Regions from separate parts of the Zea mays genome. Here region 1 is linked to region 2. A link is a contact called in public Hi-C data. All regions are on one chromosome and are shown on one strand. Each heading gives the region's core, a stretch centred on a gene start, on an enhancer-like site or on the middle of the called end of the contact. The rest is flanking DNA. Distances are from core to core; before and after follow the strand shown. Region 1 has its middle 41 kb from the start of LOC100217243. Region 2 holds the start of LOC100217243 (putative protein kinase superfamily protein).

Region 1 (4,005 bases), core at 56-2,555, 42 kb before region 2:
CGGTATATATAAATATGAAAATGGTTTGACGTGAATTTTAAACTAGAATAACTTTTAAAATGAGTTGGGATTAATGAACGAGCATTCCTTATGTAATTTAGTTTAGATTTGACGCCAGACTACTCTAACACATACGAAATAAGAAGGAAAAAAAAAGTAGATCCAGTACAAGCTACTCCGTGTACCGTTACACTGAAAGTAAAATGTGAGGGGAAAAAAACTCATGCATGGTGCACGTTGGTCATATGGTCCCATGAATCTCCGCTGGTTCGACGTTGACGCCGTGTCACCTGACCAAGCGGTGCTGTGCGCCAACATCTCAACGCGTTCGCAGTTCGCAGTTGACGCAAAAAGTCGCTGTGCTCATTAGCAACTAACGGCGGACAGTCAAACACGCCAGCGCATCTCTACTACCAGGGCAACACCTGTCAAAAAGCACTGCTCTCACGTCTCACCTGCATGCCGATAGCGGGGCTAAGCTAGCTAGGCGTCTGTCTAAAACATTTTAGTTGAGGCCCATGGATACCCGAGCCTACGGACAGGGCTGCCATTCCTTTTCTCGGCCCATTAACTTCTTTCTTGTTGACCAAGCGCAGGGATTTTCAAGTCTGGGGCTTAATGTGTGACAGGCGGGGGAAGATGTGTGTTTTAGAAACTTCGGCATGGTGTTTCTTTTTTTTTTCTTCCTTCTTAAGGGTTAGTTTGAAAACTTAAATTCCCTTTGGAATTGAATAAGATTAGAGAGAAAATTAGTTTATTTCCATCTCAATCTTCTTCAATTCCGAGGGGGATTTGAGGTTCACAGAGTAACTAAAAAACAGTTTTGCACGTCTCTATTTTCTAAAACAAATATAATAACCAGAGGTCCGTTCAATGAGAGACTTAATGATGTTTTTTTGTTGATAGCTTTTCCAAAGAAGAAAAGTCATATATTAGCCTCATAGAACATATATTTTTAATCTGTTTATTAGGTACGCCATTGTAAAGCTCCAACCGCGGTTGCTTCGGAATAAAGAAACCCGGCCGGGCCGGCCGTGATCGTCCATTACTCCCGTCGCGAGTTTTCCAGCGAGGGAGACATGACATTTCGTTTGCAAACTACCCCACGATCATTGCTGGGGATCACGCGAAATAAAAAAGAAATCTCGATGGGCCACGTGTGTGTGTAATACATGTAGTTGCGACCAATAATCATCATCATCACGGAATCATGGCGGCGCGCCCAGGTGGGGTGGGGTGGGGCGGCCAGGCCAGTCCAACTCGGTCGTTGCCACTTTTGCCATTCCCCGCGCGTGTTGCTACTCCCGCCCGCTCGTGTGACCGTGACCGTGACCGCGCCCGCGACTTGGTGCCGTATGCCGCCCGTAGCCGCCCCGTAGGCGCGCGCGCATTTGAGGCGTCGGCGCGGCAGCTGGAGGAGGTAAGATCTGCCGGGGTCCTCTGGGCTCTCTGGCTGGCCTGATCGTCACGGGATCTATGCCCAGCTCCTCTCAAGCGTCCCATCCAGTTGCGCTTGTACCGAGCGTCGTTGGTTGGTTGGAAGCCAGAAACCGCGCGCGGCCGTACCACGCAGAATCTTGGTAGCCTAGCCTTTGAGTAGTAATACTAGCAGCTAGCAAAGGATAGAGTCCCAAAAAATAAAACACAACAGAGTGAAAAATCCTAACAAGCGTTATCATGTCGCGCGTACCCCGAAAATTGAGCACAAGCGCGTTCATGGTTTATCTTAGCTTCTAGATATGCAAACAAGCCTGTGTGTATAAAAAAACACACAAGAAAAACCATAAGCGCGTCTTAGTTTTCAAAGAGTGGTCCATATATAACGATAAGTGATGACATGGAATCACACACATCATGGCAATACAAGTCCATGGTCGTTTCGAACACAAACAGGCGGCGCTACATTAGGCCCCATCACTATGGAAGTCTGATGAAGCAAACAAATAAAACACTACAACGGTATGGTGAAGCCAACGTTGGCTACACACCAAAGCTTCCAAAGTTTTAGTAACAAGATGGCTATAGTGCTCACTTAAAACCCTCCCACTTGTACTAATTAAATGTTGATTCGAACGCAACGGTAGTGATTAGGATAGCCATGCAATAATATATCATGAGCACAGCAGTCGACTATTGTCTTGCTACCGCTTTATCAAACTAGTTAACAATTTATGAGCCTTAGGGCCTGTTTGTTTTATATTATAATCCCTCCAGATTGTATAATCCAACGTAAATAATTTAGCAAATAAACAAACACCTAGATTATAGGTTCGGATTACATAATCTAAAGCCTAGATTATGATAATCTCATAGTCTCCTTAAGAGTAGCTTATTTGATATTATTTTTGGCAAAAGACCCACTACTCATGGTTATGTAAATAGAAATTACAGCATATGTCATCCTTCTTTCCTCACCTCAAATAAACAAACAAGGGTACTATTGTATTTGTGAATAATCTACATTTGTATAATCTAGAGTACCAAACAGCTACATGTGGATTATATAATTTAGATTATAATCCAGATTATATAATCTATAAGTTGAAACAAACAGATCCTTACTATAGTTTCCAACAACTTCTTCACCAAAAAAATTGCCAATATAACAAGCACGTAGCATGGACATCATAAGACATGGGTCAAGAATAACAACAACAACAACCATGAGGCTGCAGATATCGGTCTAGAACTTTTCAATCATGCACGACAACATACATTTTTCTAGTAGTTTCATCTTCATCATTACCCGAATAGTTGATTTTAAGTCTAATTTCACATACTTTAGGGAAGAAAAGTACTACCTCGGCCCTGGAGGGTGACACTTCTCGATCGATGGAGCGTCGGACTCACCCGCGAAGAAGGGAATAGACACTCGGGTAAGAGGAAGCCTTATCTCAGCCCCTGACCAACATGGCACGACGTCCTCCCGACTTGCGGCTCGTCGGTCGACCCAACTGTGGAGTCCATTCGAGGAAGGAACCGGAGGGCCAAGGGCTCAGGAGTGACCACGAACGGACGTCCGCTTAAATTTATAAAGAGGCAAAACCGTCCGATCCCACCCCTAGTAAAAAGCGGGCTACGTTGAAGGCGGTCAAGATTCGAGGGCACGAATACCATGACCACTCTAAGGACAGCAGAATAAACAACGCCCCGGTCCGAAATAAACCCCTAGGGGGAGAAACTCTCCCCTTGGGGCTACTATCGGGGAAAAGATCATCGGGCCCCTAGGGCCCACCGGTCAAGGAGAGCGCACGAGGGAAGGACCTCCAGCTGCTAGGGCCACTTGTCAGTGAAGAGGTAAGGGATCGTCCACTCAGGAGGCACCCACCCTCGGATAAACCCTAAGGCATGGAGCCTTGGGTCGGGCGTGGTGGAGCGGTAGAGGCGGTCGATCGAACTGTAAGGAAACTACTCGAGTGGGTTCCTCGCCTGGCCTGAGACTGACCTGCCATAAGTGGCTGGCCGCATTAACTATGCCTGACACCATGACTGACCTGCCATAAGTGGCTGGCCGCATTAACTATGCCTGACACCATGTCGTAGTAGAGAGTCGATCTGCCCCACTCATGACCTGTGCAGCCCCTCGACTTACAACATACTCATGACCTGCGTAGCCCTTTGGTTCGGTGCACAAATGGCATACAAGCCCCTCAGCCTGTGGAGCACTCATAACCTATCGAGCCTAGGTTTTAGAGCGCAAACTGTCCGTAGAGACGCAACACGACAAGCCACATCGAGACCAGGCTACAGAGGCTACAGGTCGACATGGCACAGAGGTAGTAATAAGGGTGCCAGGGCCCTACGTCGCCCACACCAACTGTCATAATGAGCATGAACAGAGACGACTAGATGATAAGGCGCATGCGGACAAACGACCTTGACACAATAAGGCCCTCAGTTTTACCACTGTATAATGGCTACTTCTCAAAGGAGCCACCAACCGCCGACCCCGCCTTGGCCTATAAAAGGAGGTCGGCCACGGGGACGAACCCTAGACACACGCGG
Region 2 (4,198 bases), core at 527-3,026:
CGCGAGGTGACGACGGAGGACGCGACATTCCAGAATCCAAGTACGGCGAGGGGGCGGCTATTCGCCGAGCTGACCTCGCCTAGCTGCCTTGCCGCGCCACCAGACCAAAAGTACCATCACCACTAGGCACTATAGCCAGGACAGACAGGGAAGGCGGAGAGAGGATCGTATCAACTACATCAGCGAGGAGGAAGCAGCAGGCACACACAGAGGGCGAGAGAAGGACGACGGGCGGCCCAGAGGCCCACCGCGTGGTGCGTGCGCTGCACAGTGCAGTGGTTCCGTCGGCCTTGATGGCGGTGGACGGTGGTGGTGGGTATCCGCCGGTGGGCCTCGGCTCGCCGGAGAGGCAGAACTGATGCGCATTGATTTCCCCGGCCCGGGGGAGGTGGCGGGCGGATGGACGTGCGGAAATAATGCCGGCAGGACGAGCCATTGAAAGCTGCAAAACCGCTGCTGCTGCTCGGGCCAGCAGGTCAGTCAAGCTGATAGCAGCAGTAAAAAAAAAAAACACAAGTGAGGTGAAGGTGACCACCCACCCTGGGCTGGGCCTAGGAGTGGGAGCTCGCAAATGCTTGCACAATCGTGGATGGTCACCAGTCACGTGAGAGAGCTTGGGAGACCCAGACGAAGGGGCCTGCCGCAGTCGTACGCACGCGCTCACTCGGCTGTGAGCTGATGACAGGTCCAAAGGAATCTCAAAGGAGGCGCGGGAGATGCGATGCGAGGCGCAGAAATGGCAATTGGCCGAGCAAGAAGCCGCCAAGATAGACGTACATGTACCGCTACCAAACAACCGAGGCCTCGGAAAAAGCTGTACAAACACATCACCGTACGAACGACCCCGTCTCGCACTCGCAGTCTCATATGATCATATCATCTTCACTCCCGATCCGTCCTTTTCCTTAGACCGCCGCACATGGCCACTCTCACTGCAAAGCGGCCCCCACACCCCCGCTCTGAAAATTTTTATTTTTTCAGTGGGGTTGCAAGAGCCGCTTTCCCAATGAATGATTAAGAAAAAAAATATACCTAATGAGTTATTTAAAAAATGAGTAGTGACAAAGATAAAAAAATATAGGTGAGAAATAAATTTGAACGGACACACCAGCGACATAAACAAAAAAACCAAATAAAAATGCAAACTGTGGGGTTTGAACCCACAACCACAAGGTTAGAAGCCTTATGCTCCACCAAGTGGGCTAGCTGGGCTTTGTGCTCATGTCTGCAACAAATATGTTAATAACACAACCGAGCTCGGCGCCAAGATCTGTGGCGCCGAGCTCGGTGCCACGTCGACGCCACGCGTCTGGGTTGTGCCAACGCAACACGACCTCGGCGCCATAGCCTATGGCGCCGAGCTGTGTTACTTCGGCGCCATAGGCTATGGCGCCGAGCAAAGGGTCCAAAAATGACATTAAAATTTTTTAAGATCTAAACGTGAATTTTTTTCCGAAAAATAGCTAAAATACAAAAAATTCGGGCTACCAAACAACCGAGGCCACGGAAAAAGCTGTACAAACACACCACCGTACGAACGACCCCCTCGCACTCGCAGTCTCATATGATCATATCATCTTCACTCCCGATCCGTCCTTTTCCTTAGACCGCCGCACATGGCCACTCTCACTGCCAAGCGACCCCCGCTCTGCCAGCGTCTCCCTCCCCGTCTCCACCCCCCACCCCCCCAGAATAAAATGCCGAGCAGCTCAACTCAACTGTTCTGCGCACACAGCGTTGCCAACTTGCCATACCCATACCAGAGTGCTCGCAATCACAAGAGAAAAAAAGAAACTTATAAGGAGAGAGAGGAGCTTAGCGCTGTCTCTCTCTCGCTCGTGCGTGCGTGCCCAATTGCAGGAAAGCCACAAAGTCTCGTGTTCCTGGGGGCAGGGATCTCCTCTCCTCTCCTCTGGCTCTTTAACCGGAGAGGCGAGGAGTAGTACGGAGCAGCATGAGGCTGCTGTCACCTCCATTGCCGTCCCTGCGCTCTTCCGTCCCGGCCGTCCTCCTCCACCTCCTCCTCCTGCTGCTGCTGCTGTCCTCATGCCCCTCCCCGGCAAACGGAAGGGCCGCGCCGTCGTCTCCGGGCGCTACGGCGCCTGTCACCAGGCACGTTCGCGCCGCCGGCGCCAATGGCACCGCCCCCGTCGCTCCGGCGGTGCCGGCGCCGCCTCCTGTCGGTAGGTTGCCGGCCGGTTGCCAGGGATCAGATGGAGCAAGCGTTTCTGGTTATTTCTGGTTTTGTTTCTGCGGTTTCTTGTTTCGTTTTTTTGGGAGTGGGGATCTCTTTTTCCCCCCTCCTTAATGAAAACTTGCAGACTGTTTCTCGAGCAGCTGCAGTGGAAGAAGCTGTTGTTTCTACTGAAAATGGCCAAAAAGAGCAGCGGTTTTATCCAGACCTCCTTTTCTTTCGCAATTTGCTCACCGGATAAATGTTCTTTTCATGGAAAAAGGTTGCGATTTCGTTCAAGTTAGAGAGAGAGGACCGTTGCGGAAAATTAGCTGCGTTTAATGATCATCAAGTTACTCCATTTTTCTTCCGACTGACGGTTTTTAGTTGAAACATAGTTTGGTAACTCCATTTTTCTAAAGAATTCACTTTTTTTCAAGGGAAAAAGTGAGACCGTTTCAAAAACCTGATCTTTTCCACGCCCAAAAGCAGCAACTGTGGACTGTGGAGTCAGCTGGTGTTCCTGAACTGTCTCCTGACCTGCATGTTTTCTGTGTCTGCAGTGATCATCGTGGAGCGCCACCGTCATTTCCACCGTGAGCTAGTCATCGCCTCCATCCTCGCCTCAATCGCCATCGTCGCGATTATCCTCTCCACGCTCTACGCGTGGATCCTGTGGCGGCGGTCCCGCCGGCTGCCCCGCGGCAAGAGCGCAGGTCTTGGCTCACTTTTCTGGGCTGCGGCGGGCAGGCTGGCTCTTAGATTCCTGAACTGCTCACGGACCGCTCGCCTCTACATTGCGCAGACACCGCGAGGGGGATCATGCTGGCGCCGATCCTGAGCAAGTTCAACTCGCTCAAGACGAGCAGGAAGGGGCTCGTGGCGATGATCGAGTACCCGTCGCTGGAGGCGGCGACGGGGGAGTTCAGTGAGAGCAACGTGCTCGGCGTAGGCGGCTTCGGTTGCGTCTACAAGGCAGTCTTCGATGGCGGCGTTACCGCGGCGGTCAAGAGGCTGGAGGGAGGTGGCCCTGAGTGCGAGAAGGAATTCGAGGTGTCAATACTTGCCCGTTGGCCATTGGTAACTGGCGAAGGGGTTATTTGTTCTTGTCCTGACTGCTTCGGTTGCGGTTGCTGGCAGAATGAGCTGGATCTGCTTGGCAGGATTCGGCACCCCAACATCGTGTCCCTGCTGGGCTTTTGTGTTCACGAGGGGAATCACTACATTGTTTATGAGCTCATGGAGAAGGGATCCCTGGACACACAGCTGCATGGTACAGTGTCTCCTATGATTTCTCTTTGTTGCTTATGGACGCAGCTCTTTCTTGAGATCTTCGTACTGGGAACCTTTTCATGTGTGGTTATCTTCAGGGGCCTCACATGGATCAGCGCTGACCTGGCATATCCGGATGAAGATCGCACTCGACATGGCCAGGTTCTTATGATTTTACCCCTGCACTTTCCTTGAGATGAATTTAAAATTGAGGTGCTGATGATTGGCTGCCCAGTAGTTTATAACATTGCACTGGTTACTCAAACTGGGCAGGGGATTAGAATACCTCCATGAGCACTGCAGTCCACCAGTGATCCATAGGGATCTGAAGTCATCTAACATACTTTTAGATTCTGACTTCAATGCTAAGGTACGCTTCCCTTTTTTCTTTAAGTACAACTCACTATTCGTACTGTTCTTCGTTTCACAGTGCTGTGAAACAGCTGAATTTGTGGAAGTTCATATCTTTTCTTTGCCCACATGGTGCAGATTTCAGATTTTGGTCTTGCAGTGACCAGTGGGAACATTGACAAGGGAAGCATGAAGCTTTCTGGGACCTTGGGTTATGTGGCCCCTGAGTACCTATTAGATGGTATTGTGTCAGCTTAATTGTCAACTTCGACTCACATACATAAACAACTTCATTATCGACAGTGAAGTTCTACTTCCATCCCGTATCTTTCAGCTACTGTGTCGATTTCAGGGAAGCTGACTGAAAAGAGTGACGTATATGCATTTGGAGTGGTGCTTCTT

What was found. Hi-C and Micro-C count contacts between places; a contact is called where the count stands out from the background.
Region 1: a contact with region 2 is called in a Hi-C map of leaf, with 5 times the contacts expected there. The contact joins the enhancer-like site here to the promoter of LOC100217243 in region 2. A contact is called at or near these places in 5 of 25 Hi-C or Micro-C datasets (ear, endosperm, leaf and 1 more) and 1 of 3 datasets of contacts at active chromatin or transcription factors (leaf).

What each region holds. Positions count from the first base shown.
Region 1 is chr9:97,929,596-97,933,600 of Zm-B73-REFERENCE-NAM-5.0, reverse strand. No RefSeq gene overlaps it. Among protein-coding and RNA genes, the nearest start is that of LOC100217243, 41 kb to the right of the region's middle. Within about 2 kb of position 1,305, at least 20 of the 20 cell types and tissues checked have an H3K27ac peak or open chromatin away from gene starts, as enhancers often do. A contact at or near this core is called in ear, endosperm, leaf and 1 more, where this site is marked.
Region 2 is chr9:97,888,189-97,892,386 of Zm-B73-REFERENCE-NAM-5.0, reverse strand. LOC100217243 (putative protein kinase superfamily protein) reads left to right here and starts at 1,776. Exons shown (of 10, transcript NM_001143598.1): 1 at 1,776-2,112; 2 at 2,737-2,889; 3 at 2,979-3,226; 4 at 3,314-3,446; 5 at 3,544-3,607; 6 at 3,719-3,815; 7 at 3,935-4,037; 8 at 4,149-4,198. The coding sequence starts at 2,996.